Regions from separate parts of the Mus musculus genome. Here region 2 is linked to region 1. A link is a contact called in public promoter capture Hi-C data. All regions are on one chromosome and are shown on one strand. Each heading gives the region's core, a stretch centred on a gene start, on an enhancer-like site or on the middle of the called end of the contact. The rest is flanking DNA. Distances are from core to core; before and after follow the strand shown.

Region 1 (5,258 bases), core at 843-3,342:
CAGTCAGTGACCTCAACCTCTGAATCATCTCTTCAGCCCAGGAGAAGTCTTTTTAAATTTTATCACTACACAGTAATTATGGGTGCATCAATCTTATATAAAATGGAAACACAGAAATATATGTGAGCCAGCGAGATGGCTCTGTGTGTAAAGGTGCCTCCTGACAAGCCTGAGGATCCAGCTTTGATCCCTGGGGTTCATACTGTCTTCTGATCTCCATATGAGCAACAGACCTCCAGAGTCAGGGAGTGTGGAGGGGGTTGTTAGAGAGATGGCTCAGCAATCAAGAGCACTGCCTGTTCTCCCAGAGAACCCAAGTTCAATTCCTATCACCCACATGGCAGCTCACATCGATCTCACACCAATGCACATAAATTATATTTGTATATATAATTTATACATAGAAAATATCCATAATTTTATGCATATAAATTATACATACCCTAAATAAAATGTATAATTTGTAAAAATTTAATGAGAAAGTAGAACCAATAGTAATAAGCTAAAAAAAAAAAAAAATCAGAAAACAGAGTATCCTAGCACTCAGGACTAAAGAGGCAGGCAAGATCTCTGAGTTCAAGGCCAGTCTGGTTTACAGAGTGAGTTCAGGATAGCCAGGGCTACACAGAGACTTGTCTAGAAAGAACAAAAACAAAAACTCAAAAGTAAAAGGTGGAGTGGTGATATACTCCTTCAACCTCAGCACTGAGTCAGTGGATCTGGGGGAGTTCCAAGCCAGCCTGGTCTACATAATTAATTTTAGATCATTCAAAGTTACACAGTTAGATAAAAGAAAGTATGCACCCGTGTCCAAAGCCCAATTAAACAATTACACAAAGCAAATGGTCGGTCCCTCTATGTCCCTCATCATCAGACCCATAAACAATTCTCCCCTCAGGGTTCAGGGGGATCCTCCCGATCTAAGTGTCATGAGTGAGTCCTCGGCATTACAGGAAAAACCTTCCTATGGGAACCATTCTTTTACCTCCCTTTTTCTTTTTTTCCCTTTTTTATTTTATTTTTTTCCCAGTTTTTCGAGATAGCTTTCTCTGCCTTGACTGTCCTGGAACTTGCTCTGAAGACCAGGCTGGCCTGGAACTGAACTCAGAGATCTACCTGTTTCTGCTTCCTGAGTACTGGGATCAAAGGCGTGCGCCTCTATCATCTGGTTTATCTACATTTCCTAGAATGTACTTTCTGGCATGGTGTGTGGTAGTCGAGGGTTGCCTTGAACACAGGAGATCCTTGGTCTCAGCACCACCAGGAGACACACTCCGGTACTTTTTTTTTTTTTTTTTTTTGAGACAGGGTTTCTCTGTATAGCCCTGGCTGTCCTAGAACTCACTCTGTAGAGCAGGCTGGCCTCGAAGTCAGAAATCCGCCTGCCTCCCAAGTGCTGGGATTAAAGGTGGGTACCACTACCCTATGCCTCTCTAAGTGTATTTCTAACAAACAGCCTAGAGAGTATAATGATAAAAGGCACAGTTCTATTTGTCCATCTGACAAATTCGGGACTCACTTCCAGTCACACTACGCTTTAGTGGCTGTAACCTTATTTTACACAATAAAAATGCTTTTATATTTATTTATGCATTCCCTTCTAATTTGTGCTAACATAATTTCCAACTTTTCAACATGATAGCTTCTCCAAGTAATGGCTCTCTCTGGAAGAGCTCATTCGATCCACTAACTGTGGCTCGTTGAGTGCCACACTCCTTCTTTAGGGTTCCTGGTAAACAAAGGATCCCTCAAAAATTGTGCCCCCCACCCCTCTGAGTCTCTCTACAACCCCCCACCCCTCTGAGTCTCTCTACAACCCAGGAAGCCGAGGTCTGTCCTGATGAAGAAAGGGAGCTTCCAAGTATCTGCGCGCACTCTGATGGTCGCCGGGTTTAGGTGCACGCTGGGCACGGGAGTCGAAGGGGCGAGCGCAGGTCCGGCGGGGTGGGGCCGAGCTGCGCGCGACCCTCGGCGCGCTCCGGGAAGTTGGCCCGAGCGACCGCTCTGGTCACCTCACTGCGGGCTCTATGACACCGCGCTGGCTGGCGGGACAGGGAGGAGTCGGCGGAGAAGGCGGAGACCGCCCATCTCCGAGAGCGTCGGCGCGGACTTCTCGCGGAACCGTGTCGCGAGCTTAGCAGATCCCGCGCTTGCGCGCTGCAGTGGTGGCCAGAGGCGCGGCGGGCGCGAGAAGGGGGACCTAACCAGTGTGGAGGCTGGTGTGGCCTTAAGCCCTCCGCCACCATGAGCGGGACCTTAGCGAAGATCGCGGAGATCGAAGCCGAGGTAAAAGGCGCAGCCGGCGCTTCTCTCCTGGCCCTTCTGCGGCGCTGCGGCTCCTCCGGTGTTGCGTCCGCGGCGTCAGGGCCTGGCTTCCACCCCTGTGCCACCAGCTGCCATCGCCCCCGTAGTCTAAACCTGCGCTGCCGCAGCCCCGTCCCCATGCAGCCCCTTCCCTCAGTTCCTCGGGCCTGGGCTTCTCAGCTCCCATCCGCCAGCTCCGTCTCTGCGCAACCTCCCACATCCCACACCCAGCACTTGCTCCGGTTTTCGGCGCATGTCTCGACATTATTTCTGTTTTTCTTGCTTTTTTCTCTGAGCCACACGACTTCTATATCCCAGACTCCGTGATCCGATCACGGGCTTTGAGGTCTTGTCCCGTTATTCCTTGCCCACTTGCCACTCACTGGTGGTCCCCTTTTACACGCCGTTGGTTGTGACGGTAAGATCTGGGAGTAAGTAGATTGTACCTGGATGGCGCGTCATCCCTGAGACCTTCAGGGCTTTTTAAAGTCCGTAATGTGACACCCTTCTTTTAGATTGGGTACCGTAGAAACGAATCAGCAGATGCATTTTAATTCCCTCTGTGGATAGAAATTCGAATGACCGTGGGTCCTTTCACGTTGGGTCTCGTTTGTTTCTTTTGTGGTGAAGAGAATGAACTGGAGAGGGGAGAGGGAATTCAGTTTATTTTTATGTTTCTGTGTGTGTGTGTTCAGCATTACTTAGGGGAATCGTTCTGTTCAGTCATGGTTTCTGGGATTGAGTTTAGGTCTTCCAAGTTTGGCAGCAAGTGCACTTGAGTGTGTCTATCTGGCCCTGGATTTTTTCCCTCTCTCCCTCCCTCTACCTCTCTCCTTTGTTTGGAGACAGGGTCTTGCTACATACTTCTGGATGTCAGGGATCCCATTGTGTAGATCACGCTGGCCTTGAACTCAGACAGATCTGCCTCTGCCTCCAGAGTGCTGACATTAGCCAGGCTTGGTTTTTCTTTTTAAAAAATACTTAGTTGCCTGTATCCTCTTCAGTCTGCAGTTTGCTGGATGCTCGTGAATATGAGCCATTTGGTCTTCCCCTGAAGCAGTATTTCAATAGACAGTTTGTTCACCTTCACCTCTATTGTGGGCGTCTAAGGATAAAAAATAATTCTTAGGTGGAGCTCAGGAGGCCGAGGCCAGTGGTACACTAATGAATTCAATGCCAACCTGGTTTACATAATAAGTTGTAGTACAGTTAGGACCACATAAAGAGACCCTGTGTTAAGAAAAATTAAAATGGTTACACTGACATTAGAAAGCCAAAACATATTCTCAGCTTCTGGGAGCATTCAGGACTTTTCCCCTGGAACGCTGCAGAGTTTATGGCTGTGATTCTTCCCTGATAGATGGCTCGGACTCAGAAGAACAAAGCCACAGCTCATCACCTTGGCCTGCTTAAGGCTCGCCTTGCTAAACTTCGAAGAGAACTCATCACTCCTAAAGGTGGCGGCGGCGGGGGGCCAGGAGAAGGTTTGTAGTTCCATGTAATATGTGTGAATATATAATATGTGTGTGTAAAATAATACAAATATCTAATGTGTGTATGTGTGTTATATATTCATATGCCCATAGACAATTTTTTTTTTGTTTGTGTACTTCTTATCCTGGAACTTAACTATAAAGTCTAGGCTAGCAGTGAACTCCACAGAGTCCATTTGCTCCCCAAGTGCTGGGCTTAAAAGTGCACACCACTGTGTCTGGCTTCCAAGAATGCATTTCTGTGTGTTTATGTGCATAGGAAGACCAGTCCTTTTTTTTTTTTTTAAATTGAGATAGGGTCTTACTTATCCTGAAACTCATCAGTTCAACTAGACTGGCGATCCATCAGTCTCTGGAGACCTGCCTATAATGCAGCAATGGGATCACGGGTGTGTGCTGCTGCTACAGGGCTTTTTTTACCTGTGGGTGTTGGGAATCCACAATTAGGTCCTCATGTTGTGTGGCAGGCACACTGATTACTGAGCCATCTCCTAGCCCAATTTTTTGTTTTTGTTTTTGTCTTTTGAGACAGTGTTTCTCTGTGTAGCCCTGGCTGTCCTGGAACTCACTCTGTAGACCAGGCTAGCCTCCAACTCAGATCTGCCTGCCTCTGCCTCCTAAGTGCTGGGATTAAAGGCGTGCGCCACCACATTAGGTGTAATTAATGTTTTGAGTTGGGTGGTGGTGGCTGGTAGTGAGAACTAGAGGGTAGAGGAAGAAGCCTGATATCAACTTCCAGTTTATGCATGCCCACTCAAACACACAATCTCAAAAGCTATGCACATACAGTACTCCGGAATGAGGCTGGCGGATTGCAAATTCCAGTCTTCCAAACTAGCCTAGGCTATGTAAGTATATCCCATTTCAAAAAATCTGGTCACACCATTCCCAGGGATCGGATAAAATCCAAACCAGAGATAAACACAGAGCCTCAAATCTGTATCTTGTTTTTTGTGGTTCTGTTTTGTTTGAGACACTCTCACTGTATAGACTAGGCTGACCTTAAACTCTCACAGTGCCATCTGCCTCTGCCTACAGAATGCTGGGATTAAAGGTGTATACCTCTAATTCTGGCTTTATTTTTTTGATATTGTTAATATTTTAAATTTATGTGTGGGCCAGGGATAGTGGTATATGCCTTTGATCCCAGCATGTAGGGGGCAGGACAGCCAGAGCTACATAGCTACCCTAACTCAAAAGAAATAATTAAAACAAAACAAAACAAAACAAAATAAAATAAATGTGTGAATATGTGGTTACTAATTGTATGTGCACCAGTGCTTTCAGAGCCCAGAAGGAGTAAAATCCCTTGGAACTGCATGTGTAGCTGCGCATGCTAAGAAATAAGCATGCATGCTTTGTGAAGAGCCATCTCCAACCCCTATGCTATTTTGTGTATGTGTTTTGCCTGTGTGTATCTTTGTATCACCTATGAAGCACCCCTGGAGGCCAGAAGAGCAT
Region 2 (5,564 bases), core at 533-3,032, 2.4 Mb before region 1:
ATGGATAATGGAACCAGCGCTCAACTGTACAAATATAACAGGTTTGCCTCTTGGTAAGTGCAAAATCAAAGCAAATCTAGCCAAGACACGAGTGGAGAAAGACTGATGACCTATGGCAGACAAGGTGGCACATACCTCAGCAGATCAGAGCATCAGGAGTTCAAAGTTAGTTTGTGGTACACTTCTAGGTCAGTTTGGGATCCATCAGATCTTGTCTTGAAAACAGTATTGCCTGCCGCAGGCAGGAAGCACTGGGGTTATTTCCAAAGCAACGCCCTCTCCGTGAACAAGGGAAGAATGACAATTTTATCCAGAGAACCTGTACGCATTTGTCTAGGAGTTGACTTATTTCTAAGAATGACCAGTTAGTTCCTGGTCATGGTCTTTTATTTTGAGACAGGGTTTATTTACTCTGTAGCCTTGGAGCCTGGAGCTCCATATGTAGACCTTGAACTGATAAAAGATCCATCTGCCTCTGCCTTCCAAGCACTGACATTAGAGTGTAAGTGTCCACTCCCATGGATGCTTTGAAGGAGTTCCCAGCCAGGTGTGGTGGCACACCCCTCATCCCAGCACTTCAGAGGCAGAAAAGGTGGATCTTTGTGACTTTGAGGCCAGCCTGGTCTATAAATTGAGTCCAGAATTTGTTACACAGAGAGCCCTTGTCTCAAAAACAAAAACAAACAAAACAAAACAGTCCCCCAAAACAAAAAACCAAAGCAAAACAAAAAATCCCTTCATTCAATATTTTGTTATAATGAGAGTCAGACTCTAGAGTCCATGTGCTTTCTTTAGTAGAGTGAGTTCTTCACGATTCTATTCCCCCCTTGCCATTAATAATTACTCAATAATAATTACAACGACATTGCTCTAGCCTCATAAATTTCCTTGCCATTTAAAATTTTCTTCCTTGGGTGGCTCCACCGCAGAAATAGACCCTCAACACACTGCCTCTTTACTTTAAATGATTAGGAGCCAACCCAGCAACCCCTTTTCTGGGATCTGCTCAGCATGAAGGCAAATGACTATTCCCAGCCCAAAGGAGGCTGACGCTGTCATATTGGATATTCCTGGAGAGTACGCGGTCTCAGGTAGGAGCACAAGCACGGAACAGCGGGGCCTGAGGGCCGGCGCGTTTTCTCTTCAATTCTCTAGAGGACATTGAAGCTGTTTCTACCACCTCTCTATGAGGATAAAAACTTCATGGCTTTTGTTTGTTTGTTCTGTTTTGCCAGAACGGGTTTCTCTCTGTAACTCAGACTCTCCAGGAACTCGCTTTGTAGACCGGACTAGGCTGGAATTCAGAGACCCACCTGCCTCGGCCACCCGAGTGCGGGGATTAAAGGCGTGCGCCACCATGTCCAGCTACACCTCAGTTTTGTTTTTTTTTTTTTTTTTTTTTTTTTTTTTTAAAGATTTATTTATTTATTATATGTAAGTACATTGTAGCTGTCTTCAGACACTCCAGAAGAGGGAGTCAGATCTCGTTAGGGATGGTTGTGAGCCACCATGTGGTTGCTGGGATTTGAACTCTGGACCTTCGGAAGAGCAGTCGGGTGCTCTAACCCACTGAGCCATCTCACCAGCCCCACACCTCAGTTTTATATCACCAAATTTTCGCATTTAAAACCCAACACCAGGTCCGACCAAGGACTAGCTGACAGTATCAGGAAAATTGCAGGACGTCCCACACTCCGACCCACGCCACGCCCTCTCCCTCGCCACGCCCCGCCCCCGCCCGTGTTCCCGTTAGTTCCTGCTCTGAGGCCCCGCCTTCCTGCGGCTGCGCACTGACGCGTCCCGGGTCGCGCCGGCCCAAGATGGCGTGGTCCGCGTCGGTGCGCGGGCTAGGGCAGCGGGTGAGTGGGCCGCGGGCGGGAGGGCTGGGGCGCCATCCGGTGTCCGCTCACTCCCCGCCTCTCCGCAGGTGCTGGCCTGCAGCCGGGAGCTGCCTGGCGCCTGGCGCACCCTGCACACCTCCGCGGTCTGCGCCAAGGTGAGTGCGGCGGCCGGGTCTGGGGGCCGCGAGGGCGGCTGGGCTGGGTCTCCCCGTGACCGCACCTTCGCTCCTAGAATCGGGCGGCGCGAGTCCGCGTGGCCAAGGGGAACAAGCCGGTGAGCTACGAGGAGGCGCACGCCCCGCACTACATCGCACACCGAAAGGGCTGGCTGTCGCTGCACACAGGTGAGGGCGCCTGGGAAGGACTGCCACCCTGGTGGCACGGGTCACTCTTGAACGTACTCTTCAAGGCAAAGAGCCGAACTTTTGGGTGGGAGGCCGGGCGTGACGGCGAACGCGCTCGGGAGGCCGATCTTGAGTTTAAGGCCAGGTAAGGTTACTTACTGAGACCCTGTCACATTTAGTTAGGGGACTGGAAAGATTGCTAAATGCTGTGCCGCTCTAGCATGAGGGTGCAGCCTAGCTCCTAAATGAGCACTTGGTGCCACAGCTCAAGGGGTGTGAGGGTGAAGGAGATATTTGGTTCTTGGGGGTCACTGGCCAGCCAGTCTTGGAAGAGCAGCTGTTTTGCTAGAAAATAAACGAGCAGCAAATAGTGATAGAGGAAAAACATTGGCTGTTAACCCCTGGTCTTCTCCATGCGTCTGTCAAGGGAGCAAGCCTGCACACACACTGTACATGTTACCGACAACAGAACATATGAGTGATGGGCATATTAGGATGGTGAAAGAAAGGAATTCTTGCATATTGAAAGGAATTTGAATATTTCTTGCTAAAGTCTCATTTGAGCCTCCATAGAACAGTATTTGCATGCTTACAAACAAGGTTTGACAGTGCTTTTTTGGCAAGCCATAATTTACAGATGTGTAATAGCCCGGAGGCGATGCGGTAGTGAAGTCTACATAGGATCCTAGACCTGGAAGAGTGTGCCCTATGTAATGCGGTGTTCACCCAAGTACAAAACTGCAGGAATGTGCTACAGTCTTCATGGCTCACAGAACCCGTATTTTTAGGCTTTTTTTTTCTCCCCCTACTTCCTATTTTGTATTTTTCTTGTTCATTTCCATTTCAGTATGCATGTTGTGTGTGTATATGTATGGATGTGTTCAGTTTGTCTGAGTCAGCCCTCTCCTACCATATGGGGCCCCAGGGATCAAGCAAGCACCCTTGCCTGCTGAACCATCTTTAAGAGAGTGTGGCAGTGTACCTCAGGCTGCGCTGGAACTCTCACACGCCAGCCTCATTTTTCTCAGTGCTGCGAGTATAGGTGTGCACCTGTCACCTGCCTGTTTATCTTTCAGTGATGCTGGAGTTTTGACTCCCGGACAATAAATTGTCTATCCACATTTGTATGTGCATGCTCACGTGTGAGTGCAGGTGTCCGTGTATGACCGCCTTAGGCCAGTCCTTGCCTTCATCTTGTTTGAAGCAGGGTCTCTTTCTTGTCACCACCTTTGTGTGCCAGGGTAGTTGGCATACAAAGGTCTGGAGACTGTCCTGCCTCTGGCTGCATCTCACGGTGGGAGCGTGGGGGTTGCAGATGCTGTTACCACTGTCCTGAGCTCTGGGCCTCCAGGTTCAGGTCCGTCTCAGGTTTGCAGGGCAGACACTATACCCACCCTGCTGTCTGCTCAACCCCTCAACCCTTGCATATGCTTACAATGTATGATTAAAATTTATCTGTAACCTCCAAGTCATTCAAGGTCACTCAGGGAGGTGGGCAGAACAAGGCCCCCAGCCGAGGTAGAACAAGCTTATATTGTAAAATGTGCCCTTTTGGAAGTTCAGAGCCGTATTTCAATCATTACTGTGCCTTTGTGTTGGGGACATGGCACTTTGTGTGGTCCTGGGATGCTGTCCAGTGTCTGTGAGCTCAAGAAGACTGACCTGCGTACGGAGAAAATTTTGTTAATCTTTCCTTTTTTTTTCAATTTTTATTTTTATTTGTTTATTTTTTTTATTTATATGAATACACTGGAGCTGTCTTCAGACACACCAGAAGAGGGCATCAGATCTCATTACAGATGGTTGTGAGCCACCATGTGGTTGCTGGGATTTGAACTCAGGACCTTTGGAAGAGCAGTCAGTGCTCTTACCCGATGAGCCATCTCTCTAGCCCTTGTTAATCTTTCCTTGGGCCTGAGTTATAACTCATATTAATGAGTCAGCCTTATACATTAGCAGTGCCTTTAAAGAGAAGGACAGGCAAAATTAGTTATTTATTAATCTCTCGATTAAAAAATATTGTGACTATGTGGCACTTTGGATTTTATTTAAATTACTACTGTGTGCAAGTGTATGTGCATGTGTGCATGGTACATCTGTGGGGGTCAGAAGAGGGCGACTTTCTGAGGCAGTTGTCTCCACACCACCTTGTTGAGACAAGGCCTCTCTCTTTCTCGTGTCTGCTGTGGTTTGGACTCCAGGCATCTCTTGAACTTCCTGGGCAGTTCTCCGTCATCTCGTTGTAAGAGTGCTAGGCTGACTGGTGTGTGCCACTGCTTCTGGCTTTTGTGTGAGGAGCTGTGGACTGAGGGTTTAATGAGATGACTCAAAGGCAGCTACAACAGGGGAAGTAAATCTGGCTTCTAAGGTGTACTTCGGGGTTGACCCAAGATTGGCAGGTGTTTACACTAAGCACGCTTACCTGCTAAGCCGTCTTGCCATCCCTGCGCTTTGGATTTTAGAATGTTTTCCTATTCCGTTAGCGTGCCCAGGCCTGTTCCATGTCAGGTCTGGGGTCTGCACAGCTCCCTTGGCTGACGATTGCTTGTGTGTTGTCCTCTTTAGGTAACCTGGATGGAGAAGATCATGCTGCAGAGAGAACCCTGGAGGATGTTTTCCTTCGAAAGTTTATGATGGGCACCTTTCCCGGCTGCCTGGCTGACCAGATTGTTCTGAAGCGCCGGGCCAACCAAGTGGACATCTGTGCCCTGGTCCTCAGGCAGCTGCCAGCACACAAATTCTACTTCCTCGTGGGCTACAGTGAGACTCTGTTGTCACACTTTTACAAGTGTCCTGTGCGACTCCACCTGCAAACTGTGCCCTCCAAGGTCGTGTACAAGTACATATAAAAAGTGCACTTTTCTCCAGTAGAGCCTACAAGGTCACAGAGGTGCAGGAGACCAAATGCCTGTTCTCTGAGGTGGAGGCGTCAGCTCCAAGCTGCTGTTGAATAAAACCCTGATCATGTTTTGTCCCTCTGGGTCTCTCTCTCTTTCTTTTTTTTTTGAGACAGGGTTTCTCTCTATAGCCCTGGCTGTCATGGAACTCACTTTGTAGACCAGGCTGGACTGGAACTCAGAGACCCGCCTGCCTCTGGGTGCTGGGATTAAAGGCGTGTGCCACCACCGCCTGGCCTCTCTTGGTCTCTTTTAAAGATTTTATTTTTAATTATGCGTGGGTGGGTCTGTCTGTGGATGGGTCTGTGTGTGTGTGTATGTGTGTGTGTGTGTGTGTGTGCACATGAGTAGAAGGCATTGGATATTCCTGGAGCTGGAGTTACAGTTAGCTTTTGTAAATGAATTAAACATTCAACAGGAAATCAACAGTGGAAGTACCTTAAGAAAATGGGGAGGTGGGGGGTGGGGAGCCAGGCAATGGT

Evidence for each region. Capture Hi-C pulls out chosen DNA fragments and counts their contacts.
Region 2: a contact with region 1 is called in a promoter capture Hi-C map of adipose tissue, with 7 times the contacts expected there. The contact joins the promoter of Mrps24 here to the promoter of Drg1 in region 1. A contact is called at or near these places in 1 of 39 promoter capture datasets (liver) and 2 of 9 other capture datasets (adipose tissue and liver).

The regions. Positions count from the first base shown.
Region 1 is chr11:3,263,297-3,268,554 of GRCm38.p6, reverse strand. It overlaps Drg1 (developmentally regulated GTP binding protein 1), which reads left to right and starts at 2,092. Exons shown (of 9, transcript NM_007879.2): 1 at 2,092-2,286; 2 at 3,665-3,788. The coding sequence starts at 2,245.
Region 2 is chr11:5,703,919-5,709,482 of GRCm38.p6, reverse strand. It overlaps Mrps24 (mitochondrial ribosomal protein S24), which reads left to right and starts at 1,782. Exons shown (of 4, transcript NM_026080.3): 1 at 1,782-1,859; 2 at 1,928-1,996; 3 at 2,074-2,185; 4 at 4,751-5,501. The coding sequence starts at 1,821. The coding sequence ends at 5,034.